Linked DNA regions of Sus scrofa: regions 2, 3 and 4 are each linked to region 1. Evidence: chromatin contacts called from public Hi-C and HiChIP or PLAC-seq data. All regions are on one chromosome and are shown on one strand. The core of a region is the stretch at or near the end of the contact, and the rest is flanking DNA. Distances in the headings are between cores, read along the strand shown.

Evidence for each region. A called contact is a pair of places that touch in the nucleus more often than the background predicts. HiChIP or PLAC-seq counts read pairs in DNA pulled down with a chosen protein or histone mark.
Region 2: an H3K27ac HiChIP or PLAC-seq map of alveolar macrophages shows a contact between it and region 1. The contact joins the enhancer-like site here to the promoter of LSM5 in region 1. A contact is called at or near these places in 5 of 47 Hi-C or Micro-C datasets (blood, embryonic fibroblasts, liver and 2 more) and 2 of 2 datasets of contacts at active chromatin or transcription factors (alveolar macrophages and skeletal muscle).
Region 3: a Hi-C map of liver shows a contact between it and region 1, with 2.0 times the contacts expected there. The contact joins the promoter of NT5C3A here to the promoter of LSM5 in region 1. A contact is called at or near these places in 2 of 5 promoter capture datasets (fetal liver and liver), 25 of 47 Hi-C or Micro-C datasets (adipocytes, alveolar macrophages, blood and 14 more) and 2 of 2 datasets of contacts at active chromatin or transcription factors (alveolar macrophages and skeletal muscle).
Region 4: a contact with region 1 is called in a Hi-C map of embryonic fibroblasts, with 3 times the contacts expected there. The contact joins the promoter of LOC100738822 here to the promoter of LSM5 in region 1. A contact is called at or near these places in 3 of 5 promoter capture datasets (fetal liver, fetal skeletal muscle and liver), 29 of 47 Hi-C or Micro-C datasets (adipocytes, alveolar macrophages, blood and 14 more) and 2 of 2 datasets of contacts at active chromatin or transcription factors (alveolar macrophages and skeletal muscle).

What each region holds. Positions count from the first base shown.
Region 1 is chr18:40,750,952-40,754,064 of Sscrofa11.1, reverse strand. LSM5 (U6 snRNA-associated Sm-like protein LSm5) reads right to left here and starts at 1,675. Exons shown (of 4, transcript XM_005673273.3): 1 at 1,537-1,675; 2 at 438-533. The coding sequence starts at 1,582.
Region 2 is chr18:40,469,419-40,472,623 of Sscrofa11.1, reverse strand. All of the region lies in intron 1 of NT5C3A (cytosolic 5'-nucleotidase 3A), which reads right to left. Among named protein-coding and RNA genes, the nearest start is that of NT5C3A, 30 kb to the right of the region's middle. Within about 2 kb of position 1,668, at least 1 of the 83 cell types and tissues checked has an H3K27ac peak or open chromatin away from gene starts, as enhancers often do. A contact at or near this core is called in alveolar macrophages, where this site is marked.
Region 3 is chr18:40,439,483-40,442,477 of Sscrofa11.1, reverse strand. It overlaps NT5C3A (cytosolic 5'-nucleotidase 3A), which reads right to left and starts at 1,588. Exons shown (of 9, transcript XM_003360167.2): 1 at 1,118-1,588. The coding sequence starts at 1,255.
Region 4 is chr18:40,396,016-40,399,240 of Sscrofa11.1, reverse strand. LOC100738822 (retinitis pigmentosa 9 protein) reads right to left here and starts at 1,690. Exons shown (of 7, transcript XM_003484045.4): 1 at 1,314-1,690. The coding sequence starts at 1,465.

The DNA of each region.
Region 1 (3,113 bases), core at 426-2,925:
GGGGTACACACACCCCTTAAAACACTACCACGAATTCCATGAGAATAAATTAATTTTTATTATAATAATCAGTAAGCACTGACTATAGTTCTTACTTTTTTAAAAAAAACTGAAGATGGAGTTCCCGTCGTGGCGCAGTGGTTAACAAATCCGACTAGGAACCATGAGGTCGCGGGTTCCGTCCCTGGCCTTGCTCAGTGGGTTAAGGATCCGGCGTTGCCGTGAGCTGTGGTGTAGGTTTCAGATGCAGCTCGGATCCCGCTTTGCTGTGACTCTGGTGTAGGCCGGTGGCTACAGCTCCGATTCGACCCCTAGCCTGGGAACCTCCATATGCCATGGGAGCAGCCCTAGAAAAGACATAAAAAATAATAACAAAAAAAAATTTTTTTAATTAAAAAACAAAGAAAAACCCATACCCCCACTTTTTAAAAGGATACTGACAAAGTCATCAAATCCGAGAAGCGTGCCAACAATCTCTTTATCACTCTTCATCACAATGTGAATTCTTGATCCTATACACTTGTCTACAAGCTCTATAGATACAGGTTTTTTAAAAGAAAAATAAGTGGGGGGAGGGGTGAAAAAAATTATTTTGCACATTCATTACTTCAAGAAATATGTGAGTACTTACTGGCACTTATTACTTACATATGGTGAAAGATAAACCAAGAAAAGGATTCACTCAAAAACTTCAGGTCTCGGGAGTTCCCGTTGTGGCGCAGCAGAAACGAAGGCCAGCAGCTACAGTTCCAATGGGACCCCTAGCCTGGGAACCTCCATGTGCCTCGGGTGCGGGCCTAAAAAGAAACTTTTTTTTGTTCAATGAAGGAAAAAACTTTCCAATTACCGCCACGTCCACTAACTTAATTACCCTTCAGATACAAAATATTAGAAAAAGACATAACTGTCTTCCCCAGCCCCAAGACGGCTATCCTCTGTTCTCTGAGAGCAGCTTGAATATCTCTTCAGCAGAATTACTGTTACTTGGTATGATGTTTAATTGTCTGGCATCCTGTCTCCTGCGCTGGCATGAATGCTACCTGAAGCTAAGTTACGATGTCTAGTCTACAGATGCGCAAAAACTGTTTGTGGAATAAATGAATGACAATCAGAGCTAATTTCCAGTGTCCCCTTTTAAAGCTCATTGCAGACCCCGCTACCTCTCTCAATAACGGGCCAGACAGACAACAGGGTCTAACCTAGGGATTTTAAATGCCAGGTAGAAGAATGGGACTGCTATCCACTACTGTAAAGGCGAACTCACAACAAAAAAGGCCGACGACGCATTCACTAAGTGTGAACCTTTTCCAGTGACGGTTTGGTGTGAGAACTCAGAAAGTCCTGGCTCAAGAAAACCCTTCCACGCCGAAAAGACGCGGGCGGCCTGAGGCCTCAGAGCCTTAGAGCCCAAAGAGCCGCGGATAAAGAAAACAATTGGTCAGATACATTTCTCTAACACTCAGTCAAGGACTGCGCTGGCCCTCGGCCCGCAACCCTTCAGCTCCCCTCCCCAGCTCCCCACAGGACAACGATTACCTAGAGGTAGCAGCTGCGACGGGTTAGTCGTAGCGTTAGCCGCCATGGCTACGCCGGAAGTGGCCAGCCTCTACCGACGTTGGGAAGGCGAGTTTGAAAGAGCGCGCTTCCGCTTTTTTCCCCTAGCCCGGCCAGGCTCGACCAATCTGAGGCCGAGCGTGCGATCGGGCCAGTCCTACGTGAATCGCTCGGAGTCACTTCTTTCCTCCGCAACGAGATCCGGGGGAATACATCAGTGCGTTGAACATTCTGCGGCCTCAGCAGATACTTTGCCCTCCAAGTTTCCAAGACAAATTAAAGATATCTTGCCTTATAAATAAAATATTCCTCAACCTGGAAGACTGCAAAATAGAAACGTTTGAGTCGTTTGATTTTCCCTGGGTTATATTTCATTTCAACCAAGGATCTTCTGAAGACCAACATAAATATTTTTTCCGCCACTGATTTTATTGTGTTGCAATTTTTGTTAAAAAACAAAAGCAAAAACTTTTTTTTTTTACAGGAATCTACCGCTTTTTTTTTTTTTTTTTTTTTTTTTTTTCTTTTTAAGGCCACAGAGCAGATACATGGAAGTTCCCAAGCTAGGAGTCAAATCGAGCTGCAGCTGCCGGCCTAGCCACAGCCACAGCAATGTGGGTTTGAGCCGCAGCTCGCAGCAACAAGGGGATCCTTAATCCACTGAACGACCCCAGGAATCCAACACACGCTCAGGTATACTAGTTGGATTCTTAATCCTCTAAGCCACAAAGGAGAACTCCCTACCTTTTTTTTTTTTTTTTTTTTCTTTTCTTTTCTTTTCTAGGGCTGCACCTGCAGCATATGGAGGTTCCCAGGCTAGGGGTCTAATCGGAGCTGTTGCTGTCAGACTACGCCAGAACCACAGCAACTGCCAGATCCAAGCCACGTTTGCGACCTACACCACAACTCAGGCACAACGCCGGATCCTTAACCTACTGAGCGAGGCCAGGGATCGAACAGGCAACCTCATGGTTCCTAGTCGGATTCCTTAACCACTGAGCCACCACAGGAACTCCCCTACCTTCTTTTAAAGGTTCAGTGTAGGAGTTTCCATTGTGGCTCAGTGGTAAGGAACCCAACCAGTACCTGGGGACAGGGGATTGGATCCCTGGCCCCACACAATGGGCTAAGGATCCGGGGTTGTCATGAACTGCAATTGTAGGTCTCAGACGTGGCTGGGATCTGCTTTGCTGTGGCCTAGGCCAGAAGCTACAGCTACGATTTGATCCCCTAGCCTGGGAACCTCCATAGACTGCAGAGTGCGGCCCTAAAAAGACCAAAGGAAAAAAAGTTTGCAAACCCATAGCTAGCTTTAAAGAAATACTTTTCTGGGGGTTCCCCTCGTGGCTCAAAGGTAAGGAACTGGATTAGTATCCTTGAGGACAAGGGTTCAATCCCTGGCCTTGATAAGTGGATTAAGGACCTGGCCTTGCTCTGAGCGCTGGTGTGGGTCGCACAGGTGGCTCTGATACAGTGCGGCTGTGGCTGTAGGTAGGCCACAGCTACAGCTCCAATTCAACCCCTAGCCTGGGAACTTCTATATGCGTGGGTTCGGCCCT
Region 2 (3,205 bases), core at 419-2,918, 280 kb after region 1:
AGAACATTTGAACTTTGAGTCTTACAAAAATCTTTCTGCTTAAGATTTAGCTTGTATTCATACTTACATTTTAAATAACTTCTTGGCAGGAAGGACATAAATGTTACATGATTATTCCCCAAGTTTACCTTTGTACAAATAACTAAAATATATTTAATATATTTAATTTGAAAAGTTGCATCAAGATCTTTGTTCCGTTATTGTACTAAATCCCCGATAACTTCACTGTTCTTGGCATAATGTTACAATGGATTTACTTCATGTTAAGACAATCATCAAAAAGTATGAGACCGTCTGCGCTTAAGCTTGTTACTAGGCTGCTTTATGCAGGCTTTAGTTTTGCTCAATAATTTAATGTTATATAATTTCTTTTTGCTACCATATCACAGATAGAATGAAATTGATCAGAGTAAAATCAGCACAAGCACAGCTATACAAGAAGACTAGGGATAGGAAACTATGGATCATTTAATAATCAGCTCACAGTTTAAGACAATCAATGATTGAACCTCAAATTAAGACTCTATAGTGGTATGTATCCAATAATCTTTATTTATTTTATACGCTATTAGTCTATGTTATCACCATCAATATTAATGTATTTCCTGAGTGTTATGGACACAGTTCTGAAAAATTCCCCAGACCTTGTATCTCTGCTACAAGAAAATCTGACAAGTCTATTAGGTCCCATGTTGTCTCTATGTAATGGAAAAATTAGAAAATCAGAAAAAAGCCAATGTTTTCCTAAGACTGGAAGATGAATACAGAAGTGTACAGGAAAGAGAAATGTGAACATTAAATTTTCCTCCATGAATGAAAGACCTGAATCTATAATACACTTAATTTTAAAAAGCCACAAGCCATATTTAAATAGGATAGGATAACGTGCAATGCAACTAACCTTTATACAGCAATCCTTTTTACTTACTTGGACTTTAAAGAGTTCAAAAGAATAAAAAACATTATTTAAATCACCTAAATAATTTATTTTATAGTAATTCTTAATAGATGAGAAAAATCAACAGGGACTTCTTCCTACATTCCTTTTTTTATTCATTAATATCCACTCATTTATTTTTACAAATTACCCACTACTTTGAGTCACAAGAAGCAGCTAGGGATATGATGTTTATACAATTTTCCTGTTGAGTTTAAGGAATCACCGCTGTTTTAGAATATCACTTCCGTAGCTCACTTACAAATACTATAGGCATATAATGAATATTTTTAGGAGTATCCATTTCCTAACGAAATTCTGCTCTTACCTCTGCCTTAATTGGTAGATACATAATAACCAGCATATGCTTGATTGATAACTATTATTGAAAGCAACAGAGGGTATATATGTCACCTATGGTACTTTCACCAAGAAAATTAAACATTTTATTTCAGTGTGTCTATGCTGATGAAGATGTCCTGCCTCATGCAAATCACATCGTACAAAACATTTAATTTTAAAAAGCCATATTTAGGAGTTCCCACTGTGGTACAGCAGGTTAAGGATCTGGTGTTGTCTCTTTGACAGTGTGGGTTTGATCCCTGGCCTGGGGCAGTGGGTTAAGGATCTGGCATTGCTGCAGCTGTGGCAAAGGTCACAGCTGCAGCTCAGATTTGATCCCTGGACTGGGAACTTCCACATGCTGCAATGTGCAGCCAAAAAAAGGAAGTAAATAAAAAGCCATATTTAAGTAAGATAGAAGAACCTGTTTCAGATAATGGAGTATAACACCAAGGCCTCTTCAAAGTATGTGGGTTTCTGCTAAGCTTACAACTAACAGATCGGTTTATTTTACATAACTGTGGTTTGAAAGAGAACCACTGGCTAAAGACCTTCACATCCCTGCTTCTGCATAACATACAACCATTCATTTTCAGATAAATGAGTAGTGAATATACAAATAGCACTGGAGTGAAATAACAGTGATGAAAACAGATGGAAGAGCAGCTACTTTCTCCAAAGGATACCACAGGGTGGAGGACATGAGTGTAAGAAATATAAAAATTATATCTGACTTGGATTACATGGTAATACATATATATACCCCCTTCCACAATACACATACATTACTAAAGTATATGATAAATACTTCTCAAGAACTTGAAACATTGGGCATTTTACTCAAGCATTTTAGAATACAACCTAAGAACTATAATTTTAAAATGTATGATATGTCAATGAGTATCAGACCATCAGAACATTATGAAGCATACTGCAGGAGTATGCACTTCATCCTATGTCACATCTTTCTGTTACCTCCTCAAATCCCTTCCTCATATTCCTCTTGGACAAAATACACCTGCCTGTTTGGTAGTGCATAAAATAATATACTTGAAATTTGAAGGGTAAGTTGTTTCAAATTATTCAAAAAACTTCCAATCTGATTATAATTTTATGAAAGATAAATAAGGGGCTAAAGTTTTCCATCATTTGTGAGCGAAAGAAAACAAATTTATTTTCTAAGGCCACAATGTAAAATGCTGGGGAAGGACCAAAGCTTTCCTGACAAGAATCAGGGTATTCTGGTTGATCTTTAATATACTGTATTATACAGATGAAATGAACTGCTTTTTTTTTTTTTTTTTTTTTTTTGGTCTTTTTGCCATTTCTTAGGCCGCTCCTGTGGCATATGGAGGTTCCCAGGCTAGAGGTCCAATCGGAACTGTAGCCTCTGGCCTATGCCACAGCCACAGCAATGCGGGGATCTGAGCCATGTCTGCAACCTACACCACAGCTCATGGCAACGCCGGATCATTAACCCACTGAGCAAAGCCAAGGATCGAACCCGCAACCTCATGGTTCCTAGTCGGATTTGTTAGCCATTGCACCACGAAGACGGGAACTCCATGAACTCCTAATTATTAGTCTACTTCCATATTCAAAATGATTTCTAAAGAAGTTGGTTTCAAAGTTATATAGTTTTATTCACAACTCTATAGCAATATTAGATTATTTGATAATATTGTGTGATATTATCACTTGATACATTGAGACAAGACATAAATAAGCATCTGCATGGCAGTCACAAAACTGTCCTAATGATGTCTACTTGTATTTTCCTAAAAATGGCCCACATAAAAATTAGTTTAAATTACTTAAGAATTTCTATCTGAAGCTCTCAGAGAATATATTTTTTGTTTTCCAATGTTCAGATATGGTACAAGCTAAGGAGTAGGCACTACAATTTTTATGTGAGGACATAAAAAG
Region 3 (2,995 bases), core at 339-2,838, 310 kb after region 1:
TCAAAAATTGTTAACCCCAGAAGTCCCCGCATGCACTACATTATCAGGCGTAAACATGGGACTATTCACTCCAGTAAATATATCAGAATGCAACTCACTGAGGAAATTGTCTTGATGGGACCTAATTAAAACACAAAAATGGGAGTTCCTGTTGTGGCTCAGTGGGTTAAGAACCCGACGAGTATCTGTGAGGATGTGGGTTAGGACCCTGACACCACTGCTCAGAGGGCTAAGGTGGCAGGTGCGGTTGCTATGGTTGAGGAGTAAGTAGGCCCACTGCCACAGTTCCTCCGATTTGACCCCCAGCCTGACAATTTCCACATGCCTCCGGTGCAGCCCGAAAAAGACAAACAAAAAACCCTGCAGAAATAAAAACATCCCCACTGTTGGAGCATTATAATACAGTACCTCAAACGGGGTTCTTCAAACACTTTTTTTTTAGGCATGTGTAAGTTCCCCGGCCAGGGAACCCCAGCCTTAGCAGCCACCGGTCCGCTGCACTGACAATGTCAGGCCCTTAAATCGCTGAACCACAAGGGAACTCCCAAACACTCTAATACTAGAAATAAATTTCAAAAACGTTATGTAAAAGGTTTGGGGGTGGTGGTAAAAAAATGAACACAAATACTTTCCGGCAGTTTGGGACACGAAGGAATAACATTCAAATAGAAAACTATTCTGAACTCCAACCAGCATTCCTCTAATCACCCACTGAGGAGTTACATCCTTTCATAATGGAACTCATCCTCGCCACGGTGCAAAAACAACTCAGTCGTAACTGGGCTGCAGCAACGGTCTGCGCAGGACGGAGGAAGGAGGGAGAAACCTGCCCAGAAAGTTCCGCTTATTTCTAGAAAAACACGAGGGGCGCCTCGGGAGGTAGCCCGTTTCACACATTAGCTGCCTTTTTGTTTCAAATGGAGACGAAACAAAGCCCACGGGAAGCCTCGTGCCGCCGCTGAGGGTCCAGACCAGGTCACCGCAGGGTCGCCGCACGCGGGGCGAAAGGGTCCCCTGAAGGCCCCTCAAATTCCAGCAGCGGCCGCCGCGGGAAGGCGAGGCCGGAACAGACCACCGCGGCCCCCCAAGCGCTCCGGCGAGGAGCCTCGATACTCACCATCTCGATGATCTTGGTCTTCCGGCCCGTCTTCCTCCTCAAGGTGAATATGTACTGGGCCAGCACCACCCCTGCCACCAGGGCGCACACGCTGGCGCTCGCTACCGCGCCCACCCTCGCCACGGCCGCTCGGTCCATGGACGGGTCCTCCTGTGCCTCCCGCTGCAAGAGAAGAGGTCGCTGGACGGCTGCAGGCCTCAGAGCCGCAGGCTGGCGGAGAAGCCTGGACCCCCGGCCTGGCCCCGCCCCCCAGGAAATCCCCGCCCCAATGGAAAGCCCCGCCCACAGACGCCTGAGCCGGGGAACCCAAGGGGGCTAGGGAGCCTGGTCTGCGTGGGAGGCCGAGGAGGGAAGCTTGTCTTCTCAGAGACAAGCGGTTGAAGAATTGTGCAAGGACAGAAAAGGGGAATTGTATTAATTCTCTCTCTGCTAATGAGGGCCAGGCAGTGGTTCATTCCAGCCCTGCCCGATAGAAATCTGATTGCAAACAAGGTACACCGGTAAAAAAATCCTCCGCCCTCCTGAGACCTCAGGACTACAACCCCCAGAAGGCATGGCGGCTCAGCAGTCTGATTTGCGCAGTAGCTTGGCTTTAAAGTGCTACGACAAACTGCAGGGTGCAGTAAAGGATAAAACAGTAGAAAGGCGACCTATAGAATGTGAGAAAAAAAAATTGCAAACCGTGTATTTGATAAGGAGTTAACACCCAAATTATATTAAAGACTCCTGTACGTGAAGAACACAACAACAAAAAACATCTCCATTAAAAAATAGACAATAGATGTAGTTCCCCTTGTGGCTCAGCGGGTTAAGAACCCAACTGGTATCCATGAGGATACAGGTAGATCCCTGGCCTCACTGAGCGGGTGAAGGATCTGGCCTAGCGGCAAGATGCGATGTAGGTCACAGGTGTAGCTCAGATCTTATGTTGCTGTGGCTGTGGTGTAGGCTGGCAGCTCTGGCTCAGATTCAACCCCTGGCCCAGAAACCTCCATGTGCTGAAGGTGCGGCCAAAAAAGAAGCTTATGAAAAGATACTCAATATCACTAACCGTTAGGATCACTAATCATTAGGAAGATGCAAATCAAAACCACATCAAGATATCAGTTCATACAAGTTAAGATGATCATTGTCAAAAAAAAAATGTAAAGTTAAAAGTGTTGGTGAGAAGTTCCCTGGTGGTGCATGTTAAGGATCTGACTATGTCACTGCTGGTGCAGGTTTGACCTCTGGTGAAACAATGTCCACATAGCGCAGATGTGGCAAAAAAAAAAAAAAAAAAAAGTGCTGCTGAGGATGTAGAGAATTGAAACCCTTGTGCACTGTAGGTGGAAATGTAAATTGGTGTAGCCACTGTGGAAAAAGCGCGGAGGTTCCTCAAAAAAATTAAAAACAATTATATGATCCAGTATTCAGAAGAAGTTAAAAGCAGGTACTCAAATTTAAGCTCTCCCATGTTCACTACAGCGCTATACGTAATAGCCAAGCCATGGAGACAACCTAAATGCTCATTGACAGATAAATGCACAAAGAAAATGTGGTAAATGTGATACCTACATCAAATGAATACTATTTAGCCTTTAAAACAGGGGAGTTCTGCAGAATTTGACAATACAGATGATTCTTGAGGACATCATGCTAAGATAAATAAGACATTCATTAAAAAGACAAATGCTGCATTATTCCATTTATATGAGGTAGTTGAACTCAGAAACAGAAAGAGTGGTGGTGGAGGGTTCTGAGGAAGAGGAAATGGGGGAGTCTTCAGCGAATGTTGTTTCAGTTTTGTAAGATGAAAAAGTTCTAGAGGTCTGTTACAGAACTATGTGTCTATATATATGTGTATATATATATATATGTATATATATATTTTAAGGG
Region 4 (3,225 bases), core at 441-2,940, 350 kb after region 1:
CTGAACCTGCATTTCTTCATGTGCAAAAGGAGGTTATAATCTCTCTGATATCTGTAAGTGCTCTGTGGACCACAATAAATGTAGAGTATTAACTACCATCAGGCATCCTATAGTTAAGGATATTGAGGGCTGGGTGGGGCCAAGCACTGACCTGATCTTAACCCAGGGAAAGATTTTTGAACACTGGCATTACACAGGCAGCAAAGAGGATCCCAGCATCTCTCGAAGGGAGGGGCCAAGACTGTGGAAGCCAGCAATGAAGCGCCTGTATCCACAACCACTACCTATTGAGGTGAAATTCAGCTCAAGAGCCACAAGGAAAGGAGCAGGCCAGGCTCTGAGCAATGCATTTTGTGTCAAAGCTCCCAAAAGGTTAATGAGAAGGGCAGCCCTTTAAGGACCTTTCCTTACATGATTGTCTCCAAGGTATGAGATATGCCTGAAACAGAAATAGTTCAAATAACTCCGTGTACACCAAACTTAGAAAAAAACTTCTAAAGCTAATTACAGAATGACAGAATCACAGGAAACTGAAAGCGTCATTAATCCAAGCTTCCAGCTGATGTTAAATCTCCTTTACAAGCCACCCTCCTCTCAGTGATTATCTGGATTCTCCTCCAGCCCAAGCAGCTGGGGGAGCCCGTGCCTCCTAAGTCAGGCCACGCTGACCATCAAGAATATATGACCTGGTCCTAATTCTTGTTGTTGAGCCATAACTGGCCTCTCCGTAGCTCCCACCTTTAATCCCGGCAACAACAACAACAACGAAAATCCTTAAGACCTGAGAGAACCTATCCATGCTCTTCCACCTGACAGCTCCTCCCGAATATTTAGGGACCAAGCCCTCACCCACTGCTTATTCCTCACTTCACTAACGTTCCAGGATCGGGCTTTCTTCCCCCTTACTAACAGCAGAAGACGAAAAGAAAGAGGATTTAATCCAGATCATAGAGAGCCCCTGGAACTGAGAAACAGGAAAGGAGCAAGGCGCTCAGCCGCACTTGCCTGCGGCCCGTCCCCAGTCCCGCCCGAGGGCATAACAGCGCCTCTGAGCACATCGACGTCGCCTCTCCAGGAATAAAGCCATCGCCTCGTTGGGGAAGGGCGCGACCTCCGCCCCCGCGCGCCGGAGGCCGGCCTCGGGGTAGACCCTCCCCCGTGGAGGGTCGGCTGGAAGTCGAGGGTCACGCCGCCCGGGGTCTCAACCGGCGCCCGGCTCTCTGGGGGCCGACGGGCCCAACGAGCCCATTCCCGGGTCTCCGAGCGCCCCGCCTACAGCGCCAACTCCGCGCCGCGCGACCCCAGGGACTCACAAGGACTCCAGGTGCTTGAGTTGCTGCAGCTGCTGCGCGTCGTGCCGCCGCCGTTTCTGCTCCCGGCGTCGCTGCAGCTCCTGCTCCTGGGGCTCCCGCGGTCGCCGCGCGCCCCCGGACCTGGGGTTGTCGCTCCCCGGCCCGGACGACATCGTCGCCGAGGCGGCCCCGCGCGGCGAAGCCAGCACTTCCTCCGCGTCGTGCACGCCTGGATCCGCAGCGCCCCCTCTTGCCGCCACTCCGCTGTTGGCCAGGCGGCCAGGTGTCCCTTCGGAGGCTGCCTGCACCCCGCCACCCGACAGGCCCGCGCAGTAGCATGTCTGCTCTAAGTGCCAGGCGCTGGCGTCAGGTCCCCGGGTGCGGGCGTCCGAGCGCGCCTCCTGGCGGCGGCTGAGAGCCTCGGCGCTGAAGACGCTGTGGCAGGAAGCTTAAGAAAGAAAAATGTTGAACCAATAATTACTCACATATTAGAATTTCATATTGTACAATACAGGGAATGTAGCCAATATTTTGTAATAACTAAATGTAGCGTAACCTTTTAAGCTGTATAAAAATTAAAAAAATAAAAAAGAATAAAAAAGCAAATACTCAAATATTTTTGTATGTTAATGCTTTAAAAACATTTCAATTATGCTCACTTCTATGAAGACATCCAGGGTTACCTGTTCCAGTGGTTGGCCAGGAAGTCTTCACAGGGGAAGGGGCATTTCAGGAGAGGCTTAAAGGGTGACTAGGAGCTGGTGGAGCAAAGAAGAAAGGAAAGTATTCCAGGAGGAAGGGCAACCCATGGAAGAGTACTTTATGTACAGGAGAGAGAGAGAAGGCCAATGTGGAGCTGGAACCTGGAAAGCAAGGAGCAGAGCCTTGAGATGAAGCTGGAGAGGCAAACCAGATGAGGTTATCAAACCCTGTGAAGGACCTGGATCCCAATGCTAAGTGTGGTAGGAAGGTAATGAAGAAGATACAGGTGAAATTTACTATCAGATTTGAGTTTTAAACAGACTTCTCTCCATGCTACATGGCACTACACTATGTGATGCCACGCATGTTCTACACCTGTTGATGTGCCAAATCTTTCTATATGACTGACATTGTTCGTTCCACAAATATTTATTTGGACTGAGAAGTGCTGTGTTCATGTTTTTCAAACTGTGAGTCAAGAGTCATTAGAGAATTGTGAAATCCACTTAGGGAATTGCCAGCAATTTTTTTTTGTTTGTTTGTTTGTTTTTTTTGGGCTGCACGCGAGGCACGTGGAGGTTCCCAGGCTAGGGGTCTAATTGGAGCTGTAGCTGCCGGCCTATGCTACAGCCACAGCAAAGCCAGATCCAAGCCTCATCTGCGACCTACACCATAGCTCATGGCAACGCTAGATCCTTAACCCACTGAGCGAGGCCAGGAATCGAACCGCAACCTCATGGTTCCTAGACAGATTCATTTCTGATGCGCCATGATGGGAACGCCAATATTTTAAACAATGAAATGAAACAGAAAAGAATAGAAAGTAGAAATATCAAAGTGCACTACACATACATACATTAAGATATCCTTTCCAAACTTATTTTGTTCCATGGTTAAGGCGGAAAAAAAAGGAAAAGATTGAGATCTGTATTTTAATTATTAAACAGTCTAACATGCTTAACATAGTGCCTGGCACATATTATAGCTCTTGAGTGATTGGATCAATAAATCAATGACCTTTTTGACGGGTATAGTCCTTTATGTATCTAATATGTACTGATTTCTTTTTCTGCCACCCATGTGGCATATGGAAGTTTCTGGGGTCAAGGAACTAATCCAAACCGGAGCTGTGACCTATGCCACAGCTGCAACAATGCCAGATCCTTAACTCACTGCACTGGGTGGGCATCCAACTGGTGTCTCCACAGAGACAAGCTGGATCATTACCCAC